Linked DNA regions of Bombyx mori: region 1 is linked to region 2. Evidence: chromatin contacts called from public Hi-C data. All regions are on one chromosome and are shown on one strand. The core of a region is the stretch at or near the end of the contact, and the rest is flanking DNA. Distances in the headings are between cores, read along the strand shown. Region 1 holds the start of Sir-1 (sid-1-related gene1). Region 2 holds the start of LOC101742884.

What was found. A called contact is a pair of places that touch in the nucleus more often than the background predicts.
Region 1: a contact with region 2 is called in a Hi-C map of posterior silk gland, with 2.6 times the contacts expected there. The contact joins the promoter of Sir-1 here to the promoter of LOC101742884 in region 2. A contact is called at or near these places in 2 of 7 Hi-C or Micro-C datasets (middle silk gland and posterior silk gland).

Annotation. Positions count from the first base shown.
Region 1 is chr23:21,350,378-21,357,135 of ASM3026992v2, forward strand. Sir-1 (sid-1-related gene1) reads left to right here and starts at 4,545. Exons shown (of 20, transcript NM_001113264.1): 1 at 4,545-4,908; 2 at 5,747-5,816; 3 at 6,091-6,193. The coding sequence starts at 4,805. It overlaps LOC101736570 (protein son of sevenless), which reads right to left and starts at 804. Exons shown (of 32, transcript XM_038019470.2): 1 at 436-804. The coding sequence starts at 531.
Region 2 is chr23:20,541,943-20,548,317 of ASM3026992v2, forward strand. It overlaps LOC101742884, which reads left to right and starts at 1,358. Exons shown (of 3, transcript XM_004925927.4): 1 at 1,358-3,205. The coding sequence starts at 1,739. It overlaps LOC101742733 (DNA-binding protein Ets97D), which reads right to left and starts at 297. Exons shown (of 11, transcript XM_012690230.4): 1 at 54-297. The coding sequence starts at 192.

The DNA.
Region 1 (6,758 bases), core at 3,295-5,794, 810 kb after region 2:
AAGTAAACCTTTTTAAATGGAAACAGTCCTACAATTATGTTTCTACAAAAACAATTTGCATAAAATTTAGTTTATTCTTGTATATTCATAATATTTTAATTTTAATAATCAATAAACATTAGGTATATTTTTTAAATTATTTTTTTTACAAATTTTTACTAAAATACTTAAATAAATTACATTTAAAATTGTTTTTAGTATTTGTACTGATAGCGCATAATCTAATTTGACAGCACATTATGAAGTTTCAGTAACAAAAGCAAAACATTTTAATAAACAAAAAATGACGCAAAATAGTATATATTTTTTCTTTTACAGTAACTTAGTAATACTAGTCTGGAGAGTGCTTACGGGAGCTAAATTTGTTCACTTTTAATTATTATTTTGTTAATTTTTCAGAGGAATTCGTGTTAATTACAAAATAAAAATGCTAACCTTTTTAAGTGGGTTTACGAATATTCCTCTCCATTTATCTACATTTTCGGGGTCTAAAAAATCATAACCCCTTATCTCCTCCACTGTGGGCAGCATCTTACTAATGAAACTTGTTCAGGAATCATGTAAAACTCAATGTTATAAACTTTTAACAACACTAACCACATTACACTTTTAATACTAATAAAACAAAATATAGACGCGCTGCACACTTATAAATATGTTTTAAGCACACAAATTTTGTACTATTTCAGTTTTTTGTAAACATAAATAGTTTTTTTAGTAAGAAAACAATTAAAAAATATCTTTTTCACTCATTTGGTCGGATAAACGACGCCATTTTTAATTTACAAATCAACGCCACAGACAACACTATTTTTTTAAAAATGGATTTCACCACCTGGTTACTAGGACCTTTAAGTCATGTCTTATTTTTAATTTATATTCTTATTTTTATGAAAAATGATAATATGGAGTGAAATGAAATGCAATGAAGTTGATTAATTTGAGACATTAATTAACTGGGATGAAATTAAATGAAATGAGATGAGATGATATAGGATGAAATATCATCTTAATAAAATGGTGGTCGCTTATTGTGATTTTTTCAGTGGACTTTGGAAGATCCCGAGAAGTTACGTCCAGCGGCTTTGTTTTATTTTCCCACATTTGTGCACTTTCACAGATATTAAACAGTTAATAAACCACCGTTATTACACATTTAAACATGAAGAAACACTAAATAGACAAACTAAAACAAATCACACAACTTCATTCCTCGCGTTCCCGCTAAAAAGTCCACGGCGGTAAAAGGTCTGGTATCACAGACTATCTCCTTTTTTCCACCTCTCGTGCGTTCCGGCTTACGCATCATAAAAAGGTGTGTTCTTAAACGCCACATTGTATCCATGAATAGTGTGGTTAATATTTAATCATTGTTCTCTAGCTTTTGGATAAATGATGCACAGTCTCAAATTAGTGTTCGGACACATTGTACAGTTTAGGACACAGAACTGGTTCGGGACCGGATCGCACTATTCCCAATGCGAGCTGTTCCCTTTGTACGCACATTATTATTTTTTACTTTTTTACTGCCAGATACCCACCATTACCGTCGCCCATGAATGTCAGGAATGCCAGGGGCAGAGCCAACCTGTTGCCTACCTACTGTTAAGTACTCTCCACAAGCCTCGTTTTTCGAAACCTCGCAAAATAACCGATACTGTCATTACGGATCCTACCGATCCATTAACGGTGCTTTTAGGTACCACAAGCCCCGGTCACCGTCCTCGTCGAACCCGTCCAGAGCTGCCAGATGACCCTGTGAATTCCCACCCAACTTTTTTCGAAAACCTCCCGAAAATAAGAATTTTTGAAGAAAAAAAACCCCAAAACAGTTTTTACTTATTTCAAAGACGAAATAAAAACCAAAAGGATTCTTTTATTTTTTAATCAAGCTCTCCCATAACTTCAACCAGCTCTAAGCAATTATTACAATCATATTCATTTTCGTTATTATTAAACTTGTCTAAAACCCAACTCGATATTTTAGGCTTATAAACCAAAACTATAGGCTAGGTACATACATACATACATACATGTACGTATGTAAATGTGAACAAGTATTTGTCTGCATCCCTGACATGTATGCAAAATTTGGTAATGATCGATAGAGTAGTTGAAACTGAGAGCGTACATAACAATCAAACAAACTTATTTATAATTTAATTATTCATAAAACTAGTATGATTCGATAATAGTATTCGAGATGCTTCCTTCATATCCTTTTTACCATCACACCTCCCGCCACCGGAGCAGAGTTCATTCATATTATTTGGAACCGCTGCGTTCATCGACAGTGCGTTTCCAAAGATCTTTTCTGCCACGTACCATTCTGCCTTGGAATGAACTCCCCTTCACGGTGTTTCCCGAGCACTATAACATGTCCTTCTTCAAAGTAGGTTTGCAGAGTGTACTCTTTTTATTTCTTTTTTATTGCTTAGTTGGGTGGACGAACTCACAGCCCACCTGGCATTAAGTGGTTACCGGAGCCCATAGACATCTACAACGTAAATGCGCCACCCACCTTGAGACAAGTTCTAAGGTCTCAATGTAGTTACAACGGCTGCCCCGCCCTTCAAACCGGAACGCATTACTGCTTCATGGCAGAATTAGGCAGGGTGGTGGTACCTACCCGTGCGGACTCACAAGAGGTCCTACCACCAGTACTCAATGGTAGGTAGCCGCTTAGCTCTACCCTTGGCATCGCTGCGTCCATAAGCGACGGTAAACCCTTACTATCAGGTAGTCCGTGTGCTCGTCTGTCTACTAAGGTAACAAAAAAATGATACCTATGCGTTGAAAGTTGAAAAACTATGACCACAATTTTTACAGTACAGTTACATCATGGTATCCTTGGCAACGGTTACCATAACAATCATAGATTATACACTTAACGTTATCACGTAAACGGTTTTTTTGGTAGTTTTCCAATTACAGCACAAGAGCGCATTATGCGGCATAATGCTCAACTAAGCTTCAGCATAATTCGGCATTGTGCGTCACTGAGTCGCATTATGCTCTGTAATTGGAAAACTACCTTTGTTTTGTTTTTGTTATATGCGTATGCGTTGTTAATAAATATGATGATAAATAGAGAAAATCTATTCTGGATAGTATCTGTGCATAATATGCTCATAGTTTTTTTTCCCCTACCTATTCGCCGATAGCAAGGGGATATTTCAGCTACGCGCGGACGGGTAGGCGATCTCACGGACTCACCCTAACAGAACTTGCTAACGCTAGCCTTAGCAAGAGCAGTGCTTCGCAGAATCTACCATCGGATCAGAATCGCGACGTACTGAGAAGATTCAGCGAGAAATTCAGTGGGCTCTGTCTATAGGCTAGTTCGCTCAATTACGACGAAGAGTTCGACGAGGATTGTGGCCGGTGGTTCTTAATGAATGCCTACATCACTAAGATTTCCTACCACGATTCCGTTGGCCAAGTGTCCTTGTAACAGACCTCGTGTCAATTTGCAGGGTTGACCACTGTCATACGTTCCCTTTTGGCGCTGGTATCTAGTGAGGAATTTCGGCCCTAAGCCCAACATAAAGGGGCTCTGATAGAATACTTGGTAGTATCCTGGCACCTGGCATTACTGACGTCCATCAGCGATGGTAACGATTAAATAAATAAAAATGCATGATTATCACATGAAACATTACAAAAACTATACCCGGTTGCAAAGTAACGGAAACCTTAACCATTCAGAAATCAATTGAACGCGTGACTGCAATCGTATAGATATTATCTTTTATAGCAGTGTCTTAACGCTTATACAAATAAATGATAAGCCCAGTTTTTGGTAGTCGTTGTGAAAATCCTACGGTTTGGTTATTTATGTATTTTCCGAATAAATCATTATTTTATTTTACCAGTTCTCATCCGATATTAAGCTTGGTTAGAAAAAGGCTGATAGATGTCCAGTTTGTGGAATAAGTAAAACAAAGAAATGCTACTAACTGATTTAACGAATAATTTAGAAAATATCAGTCGCCACTTGGCCAAAACACTGTTCTTTTGTAGATTTTATGGCTTGGTTCAAAAGCATTCTAATAAATTTGGCTTCCTTCCTCTCAATGTAGTACAGTCCTATAATAATGAAGTCCACCTGAGATATCAAAAAGTAAGGATCAAATTACTATCTAGTTTATACCTTTTTTGGGACAATAGATTCTTGTTTTGAGTAAAGAGTAGAATCGTTTATTAAAATCTTAAATTGGAGGTATTGTTAAAGCTTTGGAAATAAATACTAGCATAGGAAATTGATACTCGTGACAAGAAACAAAAACTGTGACTCCCTTTATACAAATAATTAAAAGCCAATCCGTTTTATTAATTGATATATGTACTTTCATCCAAATTTGATGAATGCAAATTTTATACATAAGAATAAAGCGATATACGCGATAGCGCGTGGCCCAGTAAATTTCTTTTAGTGTTTCGAGTATCTTGTTGCCGCAACCAGGTCAGCGTACTTAGTAGCAAATACCTAGTGCATAATGAATCGCTTAAATTCAGGTGTAGCACTATTTACAGTTTACACTATTCAATCAACAACATAACCTATTAATGTGTTGTCCTCCAAATGAATCATTTTACTTATCTTTGAAGAATAGATAATTTCACAAGTGATATCTATAAATTTTATGGACCGATGACTATACAAATAAGTCGAAAAAAATATGTAACCAATAGATAGATACCCAATTCAAATAGTTCCTAAAATTAGCTAGTACAAATAATGAAATAACGTTGACGAACACGATTCGTTCTTAGTTAGTGTGAAATTATTAAAATAAGAACAATGATGGGATATCGAAAGATATTATTGTTAATGCTAATTAAAATATCATATTGTTTTAAAAACAGCGTTAACTTAGCTGTGAATAGAACATTTCAGTACAATATGTAAGTACAGAAGAATTCTTATATATAAATAAATAAATGATAAAAATCATGCTAGTTGCAGTCGAAAATTAAGAATAAAATAAAAATAATTAATTTGTTGTAGTGAGTATTTATTGAGAGTTTATGGACTAATTACATCTGTAGTGAGCATAGCTGTAAAATCTTACTTAAAAATTTTTTTTTTGATCAAATATCATGCATATCTGGTCCATGAATAGAGTAGAGACTGGAATCGAGCTAGTACCATCACTTCTGTTCAACTGTCTTAACTCTTCTTTTTTAACACTATTGATATTGGTGAGGCTGCTACACAGTAAGGAATGGCTTAGTCGTGAGCGTTCTTCATTGTAATTCATAAGATATAATGAACAGAGAGGTTAGTGATACAACTGCTAATAGAACAGAAAATGGTTGCTAGCTAGTTTCAACAGTTGAAAACTGATATATAAACTTTTGGTCAATAAAGTGTTGAGTACCTTGGTCATATCTGGTTAGAATAAATTGGACATCCAATTTCTACGGAGTGACAGCTTTGTATTTGAGACTTATCTTGTGTTTGAAAGAGGACAACATTCAATGTAAGCTTCAGTACTCATTTAACATCAAATGACCTGCTAGCTTGACACACTATAGGTAGTTGAGGAAACATGACTCTCTCAAAGTAGTTTATAACAAGCTTGAGACAGTGTCCTTATAGTATGGTAAGGATGGTAATACTAAATAGTGTTTACAAACAGTCATTATCAGCAGGTTTTTTTTATTTTATTTTTTTTATTTTAAATTTAATTTCAACATTCTTTATTTTAAAAAATGAATTAAAATTACCATTCAATTACAGATATAATTACGACACTTGGATTAATTTACAAGTAAACAACACCATTGAACAAATTTTAGACTTTACCGAGGTCAGTGGTGATTATATTTGTTTTTATTTATTATAATAAATGTGAGGCTACCTGAAATTTGATGGACTTTAGCACAACAATGAAATAAATGCAATAATAATAGGAATAATCAGGAAGACAAATTACCTTTGTGTTACCTCTTGTCACAAAGTGACTTGGAGACATGTTTCCGTTTAGTAAGGTAGCCCACCCAAAGGAGTCTCGAATTAAATTTGTAATTGACTAAATGAATTATTAAAACAATATTATTTTAATTATGTAAATATTATTTTAGGACTCTGATAAGCTCCTTGGTTTCCCTACAAGAGTTCACGTAACAACTAATAGTACACTCACAAGTGATCATCCTCTATTCATTACGGCCACACAACAGAAAGGTAAGTAAACACACAAGTTGAACATGAAGACTGAGAGGGCTGAATCATTGAGATAATAATAATTAAAAAATGCTAATGATATTTTAGTTATTTTACTCTTTTTTGAAGAAAGCCTGAGAAGCTCAAGCAATGCTCCTAATAAACAGTGTCAGTGAAAGAGTATGGCTTGTATCAACCTTCTTCCCTATGCATTAGTCACTTGCTGTGTTGCGGATTCAACATGATCAGCAGCTCATCACAGTTATCCAGTGTTGGATATAAAACTCTTCCAATTTAGACCACTAAGCCCAATTTTTGGCTCCTTTCATTAATCTCTTGCTGGCCACCCTACACCGATCCATTTGGCCAGGGGTGTTCCATAGTACGTTTGCCACTCAAGAACCTCACACTTCAGTGATTGTTGGTTGTACGGCACATATGTCCAGCCCACTGCCACTTCAATTTCATGAGCTATGTCAATGACTTTAGTTCTCTGCAAGTAACTGCATTTTTTTATTTATCCTTCAGAGAAGCCCTGCGTATGGCTCTGTCCATACCTCGCTGAGAGAACTTGGGCTGACAGACT
Region 2 (6,375 bases), core at 108-2,607:
TTAAAAATTTAATTGTTTTTTTTTAAATCTAGTTGGACAAGGAAGCAACCAACCTAAATCACTCTCGGTAACATATTGAGGTATAATCGACATCGGATCACTAACAGCACTTGTTTCATCGAAACTAACGTCACTAGTTTCCATTTTGATGGATCTCACATTTAATATATCACTTAAATCTGTTACTTCCATGTTTGGAAAATTAAGTTCAAAATTTTCTTGTTTTGAAAATTTAAGGAAAAGGAAACAAAGAGTGCACTTCCGCGTAATGCGAGCAGTGCCGGAATGTCAATTGTCAATATTCAGTAATGTCAGTGGTAATGTCATTATTGTTTGACACTTTGACACTTCCTAGTGCGTTTCAATAAAATTATCTGTGCCTACAAAATAGTTGAGAAGATTCTTCACACAGCACGAAAAATTTTAATTTGCGTACAATACTGGTTGCGGACATACATATATTCTGTATATTCCCACAACGTGGCTTTTTCTCCTCTTGGGGTTATCGCAGTATACCCAATTTAGATTAGATAGATAAATTTAATTAATGATGATAGCCTTTTGAAATCAATTGAAAAGCCAGTCTTGCCCAAAAAAATTGGTTATACGTTCAAATAATGTGGTCTTGACGAAGGCTCTCCAAATCACATGTTTTTCAGTTGTCCTCGTCTATCTTCCTCCCTCTATGATCTCCTTCCTCCTGATATTCCTCGCCCCATTGATCTCAAATCTCTTCTTTCCCTTGTCAACTCCCCTTTCGTTTATATTCTTAGTTCATTCATTAACCATAATAATATTAAGCTGTAGTTTGTCTGTCTGTTATCGAACTAACCCCTGTATATATATGTTGTATGTATATTGTTTTAGGTAAATCAACAGAGATCCTGTCATCAAACATTCTTAGCTACTCACTTAATTCTTAGTGAATATCTGTGACCTTGCTCGTTCACGAAGCCCGCTATAGAAAGCAGAGTATTAAATACACTTGACATTGGCGAAATCTAAAAGGAAACGCCATAAAGAGAGAAGAAGATAAGAATATACGTTCAAATATTTGAACTTCTAATCCATTGGAATGTAGTTTACTGAAATGGAATGAAATGAGATGTATTAATGTTCCAGTAAGACAGTGGCAATTTATTGAACCTTCTGCGTGTTTTTTTTAAAAACCCGAGAAATTATGTTCAGCAATTTGGTTTGATTTTCAGCGGTGTTAAATGATTAACAAACCACCGTGATTACATATTTAAACATAAAAAATACTAAATTAACAAAATAGAACCATTCGTACAACTTGGCTCCTCGCGTTCCCGCCAAAAAGCCCATAGTATACTTGATATCGCACTGTGTACTATAAAATATCAGTTCGTTCACTGGTTTGTTAATGTAGCTCTCTAGTCGCCCGCCATTCCACCAAAATCTTGTCAAATTTATTTCTTTCAAAATGGCCGAACTATAAAGACGTGTAATACATTTATTGTCACAATGGAGCCCTTAAGCGATTTTAATTTCGAAACAAACAAATCAACAAGTAACAAAGATTTTCTTACTAGAAATAACACCAACAAATACGTGAAAACATTGAACTGTGTACCAAACAAAGACCTATTTAATTTAAATTCTGATTGTTGTGTTGCGTTTTGTGGAAAGTGTTGCAGATACCCTCACAGACCTTCGCCTGATATAAGAAAATACTTTAATAGTGTATCGTGTGCAACGTAAAAGAAATTTCTCGAAAATGAATTTTTTGAGCCGTGAAATGCGCGTCAGACACGATCCGCAGTATTTCAAACAAAATTGTTATACCAACGGAAAATACCACACGGATGCCCTGAATGATAGCGATATGAAGAGTGTGTACGGTGAGGAATTGTTCAATAAATTGCATACACTACCCGATCCATTGATGAAGAATCTTGGTGACACATTAGCCATGAATATGACCGAAGGTGAAAAAGTCAAGAGTCAAGAGAATAAAATTGGTGGCGAATCGACTCTATCGGGTATTACTGGGTTTTTTAGCGGTATGATGAGCACTCTCGCTGGCGTCATGTTCCGTAGGTCGAAACCGTCAGATATCTATCAAGGGACACTGCCACAAACCTGGCAGGATTCCAAAAGTGACTACAAAAACATTCTTAATATCACGGACAAAACACCGAACACAGTCACTGATTTATCTGACAATAAAACGGATGACAGTAACATTGACAAGTTATTCCCAATTATGATTACAAATAAAGAATGTAAAGAGGCAACAGATCAGAAGTTGTATGCCGAGTCCAGTTCTGTCGACGAGTCATTTGAGGATGCTTTCTCACCTGAAGATTTTATGAGGTTAACGCAAAGCGCATTTATTGAATACTATATCCCCTCACAAAATCATAAAGAGGAGTTTTTGGAAATCGAAACACCTAAAATTAAAGTTGAGTTCTCTAAGATGCCCGAACACAATTTAGTTTCTCAATCACATCAGACCAAGGAAAATACTGGAAATGTGACAGAAAAAGATCCCAATTATGATTTGGTCACATCCTGTGAAGACAAATTAAAAAAAATCAGAGCATTACTACAGAACAGACGTCGGAACAAAACACATATAGACACCGAGGGTATTGAGGATATTAAATCCAGAAGAAAACAAGAACTATTTCCTGGTATGCCTGACGACAGCATTGAAAATTCCACTGACACCAGCCTGAATGTAAACATTAATGAAAATTTGAATTTTGGTGAAGAAGTTGATGTCAATTCCAGTACTGGAAGCTCACCGCTGCTTAAAGCTTTGGAAAAGTCTGAACTTGTCATTGAACCGGATGAAAGCTTTGATGAGGTTTCGGGTCGTTTTCATAAAGCTTCAACGTCCAGCGAGGACTCCTTCCAAATTGTCTTCAACGATGTCCCTCGTACAAGAAGAACATCGGAATGCGATTCTGAAGACTCCTTCATTGTATTTGAAGACAATCCCGACGATTGTTATACCACAAACGATATATTCGGTGATTCTGATTCTGATACGGACTCTAGTGATTCTGAAAGTGATTGTTGCGATTTGTACTTGTCAAAGACTGTGAAGAATTTGACCGATGACAGTTTGTACGATGAAGTTGATTATGGAAGGATTCTCTCATGCTCTGAAGTGTGCCCTGACAAATTTGAAGAATACAAGAAGCATGCTGCAAAGAAAGACCGGCCAGTTAAAAGGGTGAGTAATTATATTTAAAAACGTTGTTAGTAAACCTTCCAAACAATCAAGATACCTCATATCCATCTAACGCACAACTTATCTTTGACCAAAATGTATCTTTACATGACATCAAATTCATTTAAGCAAATATTCATAATGTAGTTGGATGGTAAATAGGACATAAATTTAAATTACTTTTGTGGTTTAATTTATAATTTTATTTTAAGCACCATTGTAAGATGATTGATTTTTAATTGACAACAAATAACATTATTAAAATGAAGTAGCTTTAATTATGTTTGTGACATTGGAAGACAATTAGTAAAGCATATTATATGAGATATGTTTACTAATATCAGTAGATAATGATGAATAGTTACTGATAAGTGACACACACAGTCATCTGGCTCTAAACTAGAATTTCCTAGGTTTTTTTAAATGCCTTTATAGGCCAACGTGCATACAGTCAACCTGATGGTAAGTGGTTACTGTCACTTATGGACGTCAGCAATGCCAGGGAAACAGCCAAGTAGCTGCCTTCCATTTCCTATGAATCTGAAATATATATATATCAGGTTCTCATACTCATACAGGTAAAGCCTTTATCAGATAATAAAAATCTGCCCTTTTCCTGATCCTTGTAAATACTTTACAATATTATGCGATTCTGATGTGGCGGTAGATAATGTGAGGCACTTTCTAGTGTCTGGGTTAGCATGCTCTGTTAGGTGTCACCTCCCAGGCATAGCATAGCTGGAACAGCCCCGTAGGCTACCAGCTAATTGGTAGGAAAAAAAGCAATTATCCTTATAAATTGTACCATAAATAAATAAATAAATAAAATCATACAAAAATGTATGTATTGGAAAATATATACTCTTCATTCTTTGTTTGCAGCAGACTGCAACAATTCTGGGAATGTTTTTGTCAAAGCTTTTTTTTTTAATCGTTAATAATTCTTCAATTCCTAGTGTTTGTCTGCAAGACCAACGAAGTACAACTAAGTACATGGTACTATTTTTTGTGCCGTAATATCATGTAGTTTCGGGTGGTAAAAAGTTAACACAAAATGAATTAATAAAACGCACAAGTACTTTAATTCAAGAAAAGTTATTATTGTTGTACCAAAAAATTATCAGTTTATTTATTTACTGTAACATTAACATTGTTTTTTTTTTAAACTGTGCATTCAATGCAACATTGGTCAAGGGATTTGGGCGATAGCTTAAAATATAGGATTCATACATTATTATAAAATGTATGAAGAGCACAAAATATTTATTGTGTCTAAATTGGTTTATTTTCAAAGTAAGAAGCACGGAATGTGATATGCCATCTCTGTCTAGAATTCTAGATTTAAATGGAAACAGCGTAGCGTTTTTCTCATATTTTTTCTCAGTTTTGATGAATTTACTTTGGCAAATACATTTTATTGTATGTTCCGGTAGTAGATGCATTCGCGAAGCGGCTACCCTTGAGTTGTTAGGTCTCTTTCCTAGGTGCTCAGGCAGCTGTTAGCATATTTCAAATGGTTTTTCCCCTACCTAATCGTTGGTATCCTATGGGCTATTCCAACTTCGCGCGGACTGGTTTCAATTGGTTAAATTGGCCCACCAGCCTTATCAAATTCAGGTCACCCGAAATCATATAAGTCCAAACAAAAAACTGTATGTCTGCCATCTATGCATTAGTAAACCATTGATCCAATTGTGATGAAACTCGGTCAATTGTTGTTCGCCCTCCGGGAACTTTCCGTCATGTGTCATCAAGGTATGCCCGTTAACGGTTGCATAGTTAAAATAAATCTGTTTAATTCTTAGTCGTTTGCACTCTTGGCTGAGTCGTGGTAATTAGTTTGGTTGGTGGTGCGCTTCTTAAGACGTCGCCATTCCTCGCGCGCCGCGGCCTTTCTTAAGCACTCGTTGACGGGACCTTTATAGTTAGTTGTCTTTATCTGGTCGGTCCATCGTAACGGTGATCTGCCGCGCGGTCTTGTACTTTTTTTTTTTTTGATAGAAGTGTTGTTACTGATGGCCCTGAGGCCTTTCCAGTTTCACTAGGACAGGTGGGCGAGCAAAGGCCCAGCCAGGAAGGGTGGGATTTGCTAACAGCTGCCCGAGCGCCTCCGAAGGAGACCTAACAGCTCAAGAGCAGCTGCTTCGCGAATGAATCTACTACTGGATCGGAATCGCGACCCGCTGAGAAGATCCGGCGAGATCATGGGTAGCCTCAATCGTGTCCAGTACATCAAGGCGCTCCAGAGTCGTCACTGCGTCGCGACGCATGTCTGAAGAGAGTGAGAATGCGATCCTGAATGATGGAGGATAGACACCTATCGTCACATCGACGGTTGAAAGGCCATTTGGTTTAAGTGACATTTTTGCAACTTTACTGGAGAACCATTTATAACACGATAAAAAACTTATTCAGCTATTTGAATGTGGTAAACATAATTGACGTCCAATTAAAATTATCGAATTGTTGATATTAATACCAAAAAAAACAGACCTATAACTACAAAGATAAAGGTTGGATGTTAACCGAAATGTTTAAACCAAATAACCTTTCACCCCTCGATATGCTTCATTCCTCGTCGATTAATATGAAGAATTCAAAGAGCAAACTAACCCAAAGACTGAGTTTCTCGTCGGATCTTCTCAGCGGGTCGCGATTCCGATCTGGTCGTAGATCCTGCTTTGTTTTTTCCTACCTATGCTGATAGCCTTAAGGCTAGTTCAGCTTCGCCCTAACATGTAGGTGAGCTCACGGGGCTCAAACCGGAGTGTTGCTAACACTGGCCCTAGCAAGAGCCGTGCTTCGCAGAATCTACCACCGGATCGGAAAAGCGACCCGCTGAGAAGATCCGGCGAGAAACTCAGTGGGCTAGATCCTGCAAAGCACTGCTCTTGCTAGGGCTAGTGTTAGCAAACTCTCAGGTCGAGCCCGCGAGCTCAGCTACCCGCGCGTATCTGGAGTAGTCCCTTAGGCCATCAGCGAATAGGTAAGGAAAAAAACAGTACAACATGACCGCGTTCCAATAGTCGTGAAGAGTTCCATTCAAATGATTTATTTGCCATAGACATGGTACATAAATGTAGAATAGGGATCACAGCGCACAAAATAAAATTCCGAAATCTTCTGTTATAATAATAATTAAAAATTAATTAACACTTTTATTTACGCCTTGC